Linked DNA regions of Mus musculus: region 2 is linked to region 1. A link is a contact called in public HiChIP or PLAC-seq data. All regions are on one chromosome and are shown on one strand. Each heading gives the region's core, a stretch centred on a gene start, on an enhancer-like site or on the middle of the called end of the contact. The rest is flanking DNA. Distances are from core to core; before and after follow the strand shown.

Evidence for each region. HiChIP or PLAC-seq counts read pairs in DNA pulled down with a chosen protein or histone mark.
Region 2: a contact with region 1 is called in an H3K4me3 HiChIP or PLAC-seq map of embryonic stem cells, with 8 times the contacts expected there. The contact joins the promoter of Gpr135 here to the enhancer-like site in region 1. A contact is called at or near these places in 16 of 39 promoter capture datasets (the HPC-7 cell line, HPC-7-derived erythroid cells, the SN4741 cell line and 11 more), 15 of 484 Hi-C or Micro-C datasets (CD4 T cells, CD8 T cells, the G1E-ER4 cell line and 10 more), 26 of 115 datasets of contacts at active chromatin or transcription factors (the 230-238 cell line, astrocytes, bone marrow-derived macrophages and 14 more) and 3 of 9 other capture datasets (adipose tissue, liver and pancreatic islet).

What each region holds. Positions count from the first base shown.
Region 1 is chr12:71,812,666-71,818,782 of GRCm38.p6, forward strand. No RefSeq gene overlaps it. Among named protein-coding and RNA genes, the nearest start is that of Daam1, 15 kb to the right of the region's middle. Within about 2 kb of position 1,391, at least 14 of the 459 cell types and tissues checked have an H3K27ac peak or open chromatin away from gene starts, as enhancers often do. A contact at or near this core is called in embryonic stem cells and trophoblast stem cells, where this site is marked.
Region 2 is chr12:72,068,740-72,074,642 of GRCm38.p6, forward strand. Gpr135 (G protein-coupled receptor 135) reads right to left here and starts at 2,362. Exons shown (of 1, transcript NM_181752.2): 1 at 1-2,362. The coding sequence starts at 2,252. The coding sequence ends at 879. Gm3225 (predicted gene 3225) reads left to right here and starts at 2,435. Exons shown (of 2, transcript NR_168042.1): 1 at 2,435-2,681; 2 at 3,149-3,276. L3hypdh (L-3-hydroxyproline dehydratase (trans-)) reads right to left here. Exons shown (of 5, transcript NM_026038.2): 5 at 4,689-5,297. The coding sequence ends at 5,172.

The DNA of each region.
Region 1 (6,117 bases), core at 141-2,640:
GGGCACCCGGCTCAGAAGCGGCAGACGAGCTTGTTAAAAATAAACTTCCATATCGGGTGTGGTGGCACAAACTTTTCATCCCACCACTCAGGAGCCAGAGGCAGACGGAGCTCTGTGAGCTCAAGGGCAGACTCATCAGTACGGGAATCCCAGGCCGGCCTGAGCTATACAGTGAGACCCTTTCTTTAAAAAATTAATAATAATAACACTGCCGCCGCCGCGGCTAATGAGGATGAGGATGGTGATGACGACGATGATAAGAGAAAGAGGAAGAAGAAAGAGGAGGAGAGGAAGAGGAGAAAAAGGAGGAAGAAGAGAAGGAGGAAGAGGAGGAGAAGGAGAAAGAGGAGGAGAAGGAGGAAGAGGAGGAGAAGGAGGAAGAGGAGACAAATCTGTTCTTCCTATGGTCATGGCAGCGCAACACCTGTAAGCCTAGCACTTGAGAAGGTAGAAAGATGTAAGTTTAAGGGTGCCAGTGTTACACAGAACGCACAATGTCCAGTTAGGTTTCTACTGCTGTGACAGAGACTATAACCAAACCAAACCAAACCAAACCAAACCAAACCAAACCAAACCAAACCAAAAACCAATTGTGGAGGAAAAAGGTTTTTTTTCACTTCACAGCTAGCCATCACTGAGGGACATAGGGCAGGAACTCAAAGCAGGAGCCTGGAGGCTGGACCTGACGCAGAGGCCATGGAGGGATGCTGCTTTCTGGCTCATGATCACCTGCCCTGGTGCCCAGTGGCACTGCTCGCAGTGATCTGGCCCCTCCCACATCAGTCGTTAACCAAGAAAATGCCTACCAAGCTCGCCAATCGGATGTTTCCTCTTCCTAGATGCGTCTAACGTTAATTTTACAACAAACAAACAGACGAACAGGACATGCATGTTCAAGATGGCATGATCTACATAACATGATCCTGTCTCAGGAAAAAAATATAAATAATTAATTAATTAATTTTGAAAACTGCCCCCGCTCTGGGCACCCTCATAGATCCCTTTGCATACTGAAATGTGAAAACCTTTGCCAGAGACTGGTCAGATCGCTGAGATTTTTCAGTTTTCAGTCAGTTCCTCATGAAAGTGCCAATCCTGGCCGACTGCAGAGTGTGGTGCCTGTGAGTCGGCTTTGAAAAAGTCCAAACACCAGAGAGATGGAATCCATTGTTCTCACTTCCACTCTCAAGGAAGAGCCGGGGCCCTTTAAAGGAGACCAGAGGCAGAAGGAAATGCTTCCGAGGGGCATTATTTCAGGTAGTCCCAGATAAGAAAGGTGGCGTGGGCTGAAGGATGAATTCCTTTCAATCCAAACTACAGAGGACACAGCGCAAACAGCCAGGCCCAGGCCTCGCAAGGACAGCAGAGCTGTTTGCCAGAACATAAATCAAATTCCCCAGAATGCAAAGAATGCTTCAGATCCATCACAAAGAAAGCCTGCTTTTGACAAAGGACTTCTCTCAGGTCCCTAAATTCCTCAGATGATACAAGGGTTCCCTGATCATCCTTGGAAATCCCAAACCTTTCTAAATGTAAAGAAACTGTTCCCTTCCTGTCTGTTCCAGGTTTCTGGCCATGGCAGGTGGAAATGGAGCAAGGAAGTGAAATACCACAAATCTCCATTAAGTTTGAGTTGTAGGACACAGAGTCCCCTCTGGGTTGACAGTTCTAGGTTAGCCGTGTTTCCCGTGGGAATACTGGCCCCACAGAGTTTATTGATCTACCTTAAGTAAGGTTAGTCTGGACTGAGACATGGGGTATGTGTAAAATATATACTGATTTTGAAGACTTTACAAACTATCTAGTGACTAATTCTTAAATTGTATTTTAAAATAATATCGTGTGTATGGTTAATCAAGATATATTAAAGTTGATTTCTCCTGTATGTACTTTTTCAAATTAAATTATTAGCTTACTTTAATTATATCTATTTTAAGGCAAAATCAGTTTAATAAAATCACAGACCTGTTTTCTAGATATTTGCTGAGGCTAGAGAAATAAGTTGCAATATTAGCTTTTAGGCTATTATTTCTTTCTATTTTATGGCCATGAGTGCTTTTCCTGTGTCTCTATAAGAGTATGAATCTACCCAATACCAGTGGTGCCTAGAAGAGGATGTTGGATCCCCTGGACCTGGAGTTACAGACAGTCTGAGCTGGTACATGGGTCCTGAGAACTGAACTTAAAAACTCCACAGGAGTAGCCGATACTCTTAACTGCTGAGCCATCTCTCTAGCCCCAACCTCAGCTAAAAGCAAACAAACAAAAAACAAAAAACAAAAAAACAAAAAAAAACTTTTAATTTATAAGCACATAAACATTTTACACATTAATGGGCTACCCCATAATGTTCCCTGTATGTATAGGCTATGTGGTATCTCCTCGAATACATATTACCACTTGTCTTTTAAAAATGTTCCTGGGCTGGTGAGATGGCTTAGTGGGTAAGAGCACCCGACTGCTCTTCCGAAGGTCCAGAGTTCAAGTCCCAGCAAACACATGGTGGCTCACAACCATCTGTAACAAGATCTGACTCCCTCTTCTGGTGTGTCTGAAGACAGCTACAATGTACTTACATATAATAATAAATAAATATATTTTTTAAGTTCCTTATTTTAATCTTTATTGTGTTCATGATGTGTGTATGGAGTGGGTACATTAGAGGACAGTTTTGTAGACTTGGTTCTCTCCTTCCACCTCTCCCTGGGTTCTGGAGATTAAACCCAGGTTGTCAGTCTTGTTTGACAAGTTCTTTGCCCTCTGAGCCATCTCTCCAGCCTCTACATAATTTCTTTACGGTGAACATCCTTTCCTCTGGCCTTTTGTGACTCACAGCACATAACTGTCTGTCAGCACTCTGCTGTGGTGTACCAGAGCTCCTTGCTCCTAACCTCAGCCTAGTGTCTGCTATCCAACCATTTTCCCATTCACTGCCTTTGCTCGGGTTTAGATGTGGCTACTCAGAAGTCTTGAAGCAGGCAGGCATCGGCTTATCTTACACTTCTACCTGACAGTCACGTTCTAACGAGTGAAGTGTAAGCAGGTGCCACCAAGCAACAAGCCATTGTCTTTCCATCTATTTTAAACAGGACAGTTTCCATTTTCAAAATACTTCTCTCTCTAACCTTCACTGAAGTGGCTAAGAGATTTCTCTGTTGACATTGCCTGTGGTGTGATGAGAGATCTCCTCTTATTTTGATCTTTATAACCTCTCAGTCCCTCAAGGTCAGGAGTATGTTTGATTCTCTGATTTGCATGGCTGTTTGCCCCACTATGGAGCATGAAGGTCTAGTTTCCTTCAAAAATGATTCATTGTATTTATCATCAATGCCAGCTGCCTTCTGCTGGCCACATCAGGTGGCTTCTCATCAGTCTTTGTGTGCTTTCATTATTGTCACATCTGTAGACAGACTATGCTCACTAATTGACAACCACATTACGAAAGAATAAAGGGGGACCCAGGGAAGACAATAGAGTTCTGACCATCACTGGCCAATACAGCTAAAGGAAATTCAGTATCAAAAATACTCCATTTTGCCGAAAACTTGAAGTGAGTGTATTTCCTTAAAGAAAGGGGAACAATGAAATTAGAATCATAAATAGAATATATAGAATATTCAATATTCACCACAGGAAGACCTTGGTCTATGAAGAGAAATCTTGGAAGGAAGAATTTTAGATGTGAATGTAAATTTTGTTTTCTTTAGATTAGGTCTTATGGAGCTCAAACATAGCCTCAAGCTTGCTAGGCAGCTAGGGATGACTTAAAGCTTGTGGGTCTCCTGCCTCTTCCTCTTGAGTGCTGGGATGACAGACTTGCATCACCAGACCTGTGTTATGCAGTACTGGGGATGGGACTCCGCCTTCACGCATGCTAAATGTCTTAATTAAGGTTTCAATGACTGTGGAGAGACACCATGACCAAAGCAACTTTTATAAAGGAAAACATAGAGCTGGGGCTGGCTTACAGTTTCAGAGGTTCAGATCATTATCATCATGGCAGGAAGCATGACTTTGGGCAGGCAGACTTGGTGCTAGAGGAGGTAAGAGTTCTACATCTTGATCAGAAGGCAGCCTGGAGGAGACTGGATTCCTTCCACACTGGGCAGAGCTTGAGCATAGGAGAACCTAAAACCTACCTCTGCAGTGACATACTTCCTTCAGCAAGGCTACACCTTCTCCAACAAGGTCACACCTCCTAATAGTGCCACTCCTATGGGCCAAGCATTCAAACACATAAATCTATGGGGCCAAACCTATTCAAACTACCACACTAGACAAGCACTCTGCCAATTGAGCTATGTCCCCAGCTCTTGAATGTGGATTGTCAAGCCCAGTAAGACATGTTCTGAACTAGGCAGTGCTAGAACCTGTTATTACTCTTTTTATGTTTGACTACAAATTGAATTCTTCTTACTTGATGATCAGTAGGTCAAGCATGCATGCATACTTCTGTAACCTACCTCCAGCTTTTGTATGTACACACCCAATTTGTCTTAAGCCATCCTCTGTGGCCGTAAGCTTTCCAGCTCCTACAAGATCTCTTTGTGGGGAATATGGAGATTTTAAAGTGTAAGCCTGAAAGGCTTATGAGATTATAATATTTAATTTTGAAATATTTCTTCTGTGGTTGCTTGTACCAGTAAGCTATTATCAAAACAAGGATTAGCTAAAATCCGGCTTTTGCCTGTTATAGAAAATCTGTAGGTCAAAGGGAGGAATTTGTTAAAAAAAAAAATCGCAAACACATTTTGAAGGATTAAGCAAGTCTCTAAAAGTATGCCTCTGTGGGACACCCTTCACTCCCCCCCAAAGTCCTTTGTGGGCTTTATTTAATTTCTATAAAGAAACACAATAAAAAGCTGAACACCATAGTATAATGTTCTGGGAAATCACAATATTTCATTTACAATGCTCAGCAAAACCTTACCACATTTCATTACAAAAAAGCATTTAGAACTTTAACAGCTGGGTGAGAGAGGCACATTTCTATAACCCTGGGACTTGGGATACCAAGACCAGAGCAGATCCTCAAGTTCTAGGCCAGCCTGGGCTACACAGTGGGATCCTTTTTTTTTTTTTTTTTTTTTTTTTTTTTATGGTGAAGAAGAAGAAGAAGAAGAAGAAGAAGAAGAAGAAGAAGAAGAAGAAGAAGAAGAAGAAGAAAAGAGAAAAGAGAAGAGGAGGAGGAGGAAGGGGAAGGGGAAGAGGAGGAAGAGGAAGAGGAAGCAGAAGCAGCAGCTTAGGTCTGAACAGATGGATCAGTAGTCCTTACGAGTACTTGTTGCAGAGAACCCATGAAGAATATCTAATCTAGAAAACACAAACACACACACACACATATGCATGCACAACAGATATGTAAATTACATGCATATTGAGGCTCAGTGGTTAAGAGCCCTTGTTCTTGAAGAGGACTAGGTTTCTATTCCCAGGAAACACATAGAGGTTTACAATCATTAACTCTAGTTCTAGGGGACCCAACACCCTTATTGTGACCTCCCATAGGCAGCAGACACACATGTGGTATACATACATACTTGTAGGCAAAACACTGATGCATGTTAGAATTAAGTTTTTAACACATAGCAACAAAGGAAAACAACAAGGCTCAACAGGTAAAGCTGCATACAGAGCAGTAGCAAGCTGGGCACCTGAGTTCAATCTCCACAAAGAAGGTGGAAGGAGAGAACCAACTTCACAAACTGATACTCTGACTGCCATTATATGCATGCCCTGTGCTCACATCACACTGTCACACACACACACACACATACACACACTTACATCACTCACACACACACACATGCTCATGCACACACGTTTGTGTATATACAGGGACACAGACACAATATTAAACAAATTAAATCAGTAGTAAACACTGACGTTGCATGGAAAAGTGAGGAAAGGGATGGGGTAGATGAAATACCACAGGGATGGCATAGATATGAAGGTCACCGGCCCTGACAGCTACAGAAATCCGTGGTGTTTAAAGTTTCCCTGCCACATTATCTGTTAAAGACAATTTGTGTTTGCAATATTCCTGAAAACTCAAAGGGTTCTGCAAGACTAGGCCTTGGGCGTTCAAACATTCATATGAATTTGTTCAGTGATACC
Region 2 (5,903 bases), core at 1,112-3,611, 260 kb after region 1:
ATTATTATTATTATTATTATTATTAATGAAAACATTTGGAGTGGCACCCATACAAGCTATCAAACAGGAACAGTTTCTAGGAAGGACACAGCTGTGATTTTCCAAGACAGATAATTTGGGGGCTAAAACGGGCTTAAAAGAAACATTGGTTTTTATGTATAATATTAGACTTCTGTTTAAACAACTACAGTATGTTCTCTTTGCCCTTTGGACCGCTGAATTATATCTAGTAATAAAAGACCTTTAAAAAATCCAGAAGTCTTTTAAAATAAACTCTAAATTTAAAATCTTGCACAAAAATTCCGGGAGAGCACACCAATCTGCGTAATGACGTTTCTGCTCTGCCTAAGTTTCTGCTCTGAGCACCCGAAGCAGGTCAGCCATGCAGGCTCTAGAATCTGAAGGTCTGCTGAATTCTGGTGAAAGTACAGGGGCCTTCAAACAGATCCAAGGGACTCAGTTCATTAGAAACAAACAAGCAAACAAACAAACAAACAAAAAACAGTATTTGAATACAACTGTTAAGTTCAGTTCAATGATTTTTGTCTCACAGTGTGATTCCTGTAACACGAGCTCTTCAATAACGGTGAATTTTATTTTTTGTTGCTTTTTAGCACTTACGCCTTAAAGTGCTTGGTTGTGTGGCTTAAGATTGTTTTTATTTTTTTTGCATTTCACATTCCCTTGGCCGCATTTGAAGAAAGGGAATGTTCTTTTACATTTTAAATTTGAGAATGAAGTAGTAACCCTCCCATTTCTGTCTTTTTAGTTTTAAATGTTTGGCTTTATGTTTAGTTTTAAATAAACGATTCTCCCCGGGTTCCCACATCATTCAATGAGAGGGGTGGAAATGTACAAGCTGTCCACCCCTGCCCTTCTTAAATGCTGCTGTCCCTGGTTTCAGAATTATGCAGTTTGCCGACTTCCATAACTGAGTCCGGTGGACCCTCTCGGAAGAAGAGCACAACTGGATTTTTTCGAGCCCACATGACCACTTCCCCTCCTGACCCACTAGCTGGGTTGGAAGAAGGCATCCTGCTGCAAGCCCCAAGCCTGTTGGCACAGCCATTTCGAAGGCGATTGCGACTTCTGGCTTGAAAACCTAGGCCTTGGCTAGGCAAAAAAGCATCCATGTTTCTAGTCCTGTACCCTTCTTCGCGGTTGCGTCCTAGGAGCATGGAAATGTTGGGGTTGCGGATGGCATATATGACCGGGTTGATAGCCCCATTGGCCCAGGTCAGCCAAACAGCCGCCACATTGAGCAGCGAGGGAGCCTGCGTGGCCTGACCCTGCCGGGTCGCGGCCAGCAGCACCAGGAAGCAGTAGGGACCCCAGCAGCACATGACAAAGATAATCATGATGAGCACGGTGGTGGCTGTGCGCACCTCGCTGAAGAAGCGCAGCACGCGCGCGTAAGTGGTCATCGGCCGCACGCGCACGTCCGACAGGCGCACGGTCTTGCAGATGTGGTAGCGGCAGAAACACATCAGTAGGAAGGGCAGCAAGTAGCAAGCCACCACCAGTCCCACGCTGTAGGCGACGCCCAGCTGCGCAGGGTCTGGGGAGGTTCTGTAAAGGCAGCGGTGGAAGCTCTGCGGAGCGGGGGGCTCCCGGGGTGCCCTGAGCAGGTCCCAGGGCAGGGAGAAGCCCAGCGCAGCCAACCACGCTCCTGCCAGCAGCTGCAGCGCGCGCCGCCGGCCCAGCTTGTCCCGCGGCGGCCGCACGATGGCGCAGTAGCGGTCCAGCGAGATGAGCGCCACGCTGAACGTGGATACGATTCCGAAACACGAACTGAAGAAGCGGCTGGCTGCGCAGAAGCTGCGCCAGGGCCCAGAGTCTCCGGGAGGCGCGAATAGATCGAGGAAGGCGGCGGGTAGGCAGAGCAGCGCAGTGAGCAGGTCCGACAGGGACAGCGACAGGATGAAGGCGTTTGTGACCGTGCGCAGCTGCCGATGCTTCACGATCACCCCCATCACCGCGCAGTTGCCCAGGCTAGACAGCAAGAAGATGAGCAGGAGCACGAGCGCCTGGGCGGCCACCGCTGCCCCGTGCCATAGCAGCGGTGCGGGTCCCCGAGACCCCGCTGCCTCCGGCCTGCCCGCATCGCTTTGGTTTCCCAGCGTTACCGTGGCTACGGAGCTGAACGACAGCGCGGCTGCAGTGGCCGTGGAAGCCGCCCCTCCCGGATGCGCGCTACCCTGCAAGGTTGCACTCGCGGCCGGGCGGCCAGGCGGCCGCGCCTGCTCCTCCATGGGGTTCCACGCAGGCCGCCGCTCTGCTCATCCCGCAGCAGGGTGAAAGGTTGTGCGGACCAGAACGGCAGCTGCGGGGAGTGGGTGGGACTCGGTCACCACTCGGGACTGGTGGAACCTTGACGTGGGTTCTAGGCGTTGCCGAGGGAACCGCCTATTTACGCAGGAACGCGGGGCGGGACGCTAGCGGTGTACCCCAGGAGAGCCGGCCCACCTTATCTCCTTTCCCAGCCTGAGGGTGACCAAGCCACGGGTCTGCTAGTCTGAGAGAAGGCATGGTTCACCTCTGGCACCCCGGCAGGCCGGAGAAAGCCAGACCACCCCGCAAACGAATGGCAGATTCAGCTGAGGCGCTCTTGCTCCTTCCTGTCCAGCACAGATGCCCTGGTGGGGAGGGGATGCTGCTGTGGGCGTCTCTGGCCTCCACAGGTAGGAAAGGAAAAAGAGTCCACACCTGGAGATCTTGAACATGGTAGGGGTGGGGTATTCTAGTACCTCTGCATTTTGAGTGGGCAACAGAATCAGTCATGCTACAAGCGACTAGGTTCTAATCTCAGTTTCAGACAATGTAGCTCTGGGATGAGTACCAAGAATTCATATTGATAGTGAGGATGATGATGATCCAAGGGCCACATTTGGAAAATCACTGCTGGAACAAATTTGTTTCAGTAGACTCCTTGCTCACATTGAACATTCCTGAGGTTGGGCTTCCCGCTTAAGCCTGTTTCTGAACAGGTGTTCTCAAGGACTGGAATGTGGATCTAGGAAGGAAGATGTCATTACTGTTCAAGGGCCGGGGCTTTGGATGGTAACTAGTTAAGTGCATTTAAAGGTTTCTCAGAATCAGCCTTACAGCGTCTGGGCTAGATCATCACGTTTGTGTTCTTTGTTGGTAGGGGCTGTTCCATTCGAGGATGATTGACAGTATTTTTGTATCCACCATTGGATGGCAGCAGCTGCAACAACCCAAATAAACAGCAAATAAAAGACCCTGCCCCATAAGACTTTAAGTCTTAGGAAAACACAAATACATTACAAGATGAGTGTTTTATTTTAATAGGAAATTCAATGGAGATCGTTGCTAGAGGAGTAGATAAAAACTTTTTATGCCAAACCACATTGGACTATTGGGGTCCGGGTGGGGGTGGGGAGCAGAGGAGGAGAAGGAAGAAGAGATACAGTGAATGCAAACGTGGTGGCAAGAGGTTAACCCTGAAGGTGACAGTGTCTGAATTCCAGGCTCCATGCAAGTGGTGTGGGAGGTGGTAAATGGGAGATGTGTAAGGTTTTCACGGGACAGCATTTATGTGCTGTACTGTGGAGACTGAATGTTATGGAGGTGTGGTAGTTCGAATATGCTTGGCCCAGGGAATGGCACTATTTGGAGGTGTGGCCTTGTTGGAGGAACTGAGTCACTATGGGTGTTGGCTTTAAGCTGCCTGGAAGTTAGTTTTATCCTAGTGGCCTTCAGATGAAGATGTAGAACTCTCAGCTCCTCCTGCACCATGCCTGCCTGGATGATGCCATGTTCCCACCTTGATGATAATGGACTGAACCTCTGAACTAACATAAGCCAGGCCCAATTAAATGCTCTCCTTATAAGAGTTGCCTTGGTCATGGTGTCTGTTCACAGCAGGGAAACCTTAACTCAGACAGGAGGTGTAGTGAAACTATCAGCTGACCTTTACCAAACAAGGCCCACAGACAGGGACTTGGTTCAAACAAGCAAGAGGGACCTCATACCATCCTGGTTCACTTATCTCCTTATCTGCACCGATGTCTTCTCTGCCAGTTTCTCTATTCCTATTGGAGCCCAGTCCTTACCCCTCAGAGCATCCTCATTCCTCTTCAGAAATGCGTGAGATTTGTTTCACAAGGTTTATAGATTAATTTTTAACCTCACAGCTGTATTTCAATAATGTAGCTTGAGGCTGTAGAATCAATCCTTAGAACCAGTTAATGAACCAAAGGAAACAAAATCAACCAAAAAAAACCAACCAAACAAACAAAAAACAAAACACATAAGCAAACTACCACACCCAAGCCAAATAGCTCCATCTAAAGAGCTAGCAAAAATTTGGTTACCAGCTGGTCTTTGCAGCATTACATGGTGACTTTGTGGCACTTGGGTACCAGTTGGTGTAGATAATGAGGGCTTTGTAGCAAAATCAATACCCAAGCAGCAGCTATAACAATATCTGTCAATGAAGTTGACTCCTGGGGCGACTAGAGAGATGGCCCAATGGTTAAGAGCATTGTCTACTCTTCCAGAGGTCCTGAGTTCAGTTCCCATTATCCACATGGTAGCTCACATCCAGCTATAATGGAACCCAATGCCCTCTTCTGATGTGTGTCTGAAAACAGCTACAGTGAACTCATAAAAATAAAATAAATCTTAAAAAAAAAAAGAAGAAGAAGAAGTTGACTCCTTTTGATCCTTCCAAAATTATTTATGGCAAGTGTTGAGAACATTATAATAACCCACCTCTATGAGCATGATACTTACAGATGCCTTTATTTTACTCAAACTGGAACATTAAAATAACAAACTCACAACATTTACTATTGTGTGGTTTATAGCTGAAGCTAGCAATCAAAAAAAACTTACAAGTATTATCATTTCCATAGCATAGATTAAGTAACTGTGCTTTAATTTTGCCTTGTATACTAATGCTTTAAAAGTTTCCGGATTCTTGGCACTCTGTTTGCCCCATTAGCGACATTTATGCTCAAAAGGTTGACAAATAGGAAGTATAATACCTTACATTTAGACTCAGTATACTAAACATACTTTTTAGAAAGTATAAAAATTAGCCTGTAAGTGTAACTGGATACTGGTTTGCACATAATACAGAGAAAACACAATTTAAAGGTAATTACTTTCTAAGCAAAACCTTTAAAACTTATGAAAAAAAAAAGTCACTTGAGAAGAAAGCCATCCCTTAGTGGGTCACCATCTTCCACTGTCAAGTTTGCTGTCCCTGTGTAATGGGCTTGTCCTGCAACTTCCACTATGACAGCTTTGAAATCTCCACACTTTGCTTCCTGAAAAAGAAGACAACAGGATCATACTAAAAAACTCCTCCAGTTGTCTGGTGTCTCTAAGGCTTGCCTCTTCAGTCTCATAACTAGGGAAAGCGACATGTCAATCTTCAGGCAGAGGAAGGTTTTGAAGTGAGTGACAAAGTCAGATGTGTGTTTTAGTTAACTTACCTGGAAAAGGGAGCACATGGGAGAGGGTCTAGAAGCTCAGAAACCTAAGAGGGAACTTTAGGCTACACAGCAACATTATGTCTCAAAAAACAAAGAAACTTCTGATTCCTAACTGATACCTGGAGTCATAAGGCAGTATTTAGTGGGGAGGAGAAAGAGAATACAAGATAATTCGGAGGTAGAATGGATAGCCTGACAATGCAGGTTTCTAGCTTGGAAGTGCCTTATTTATACCACTAACACAGGTGAAGAAAAAGAGAGTGTAGTGTTTTGAATGAGGATGGCACTGTGGGCTCCTGTGTTGGAGTGCTTGGTCACTGATTGGTGGAACTGTTTGGGAAGGATTAGGAGGTGTGGCCTTGTTGGAGATGTGTCACTAGGGAAGGCAAACCTCAAAAGTCTACTTCATTCTCCGCTCGCTCTCTCTCTGCCTCCTGC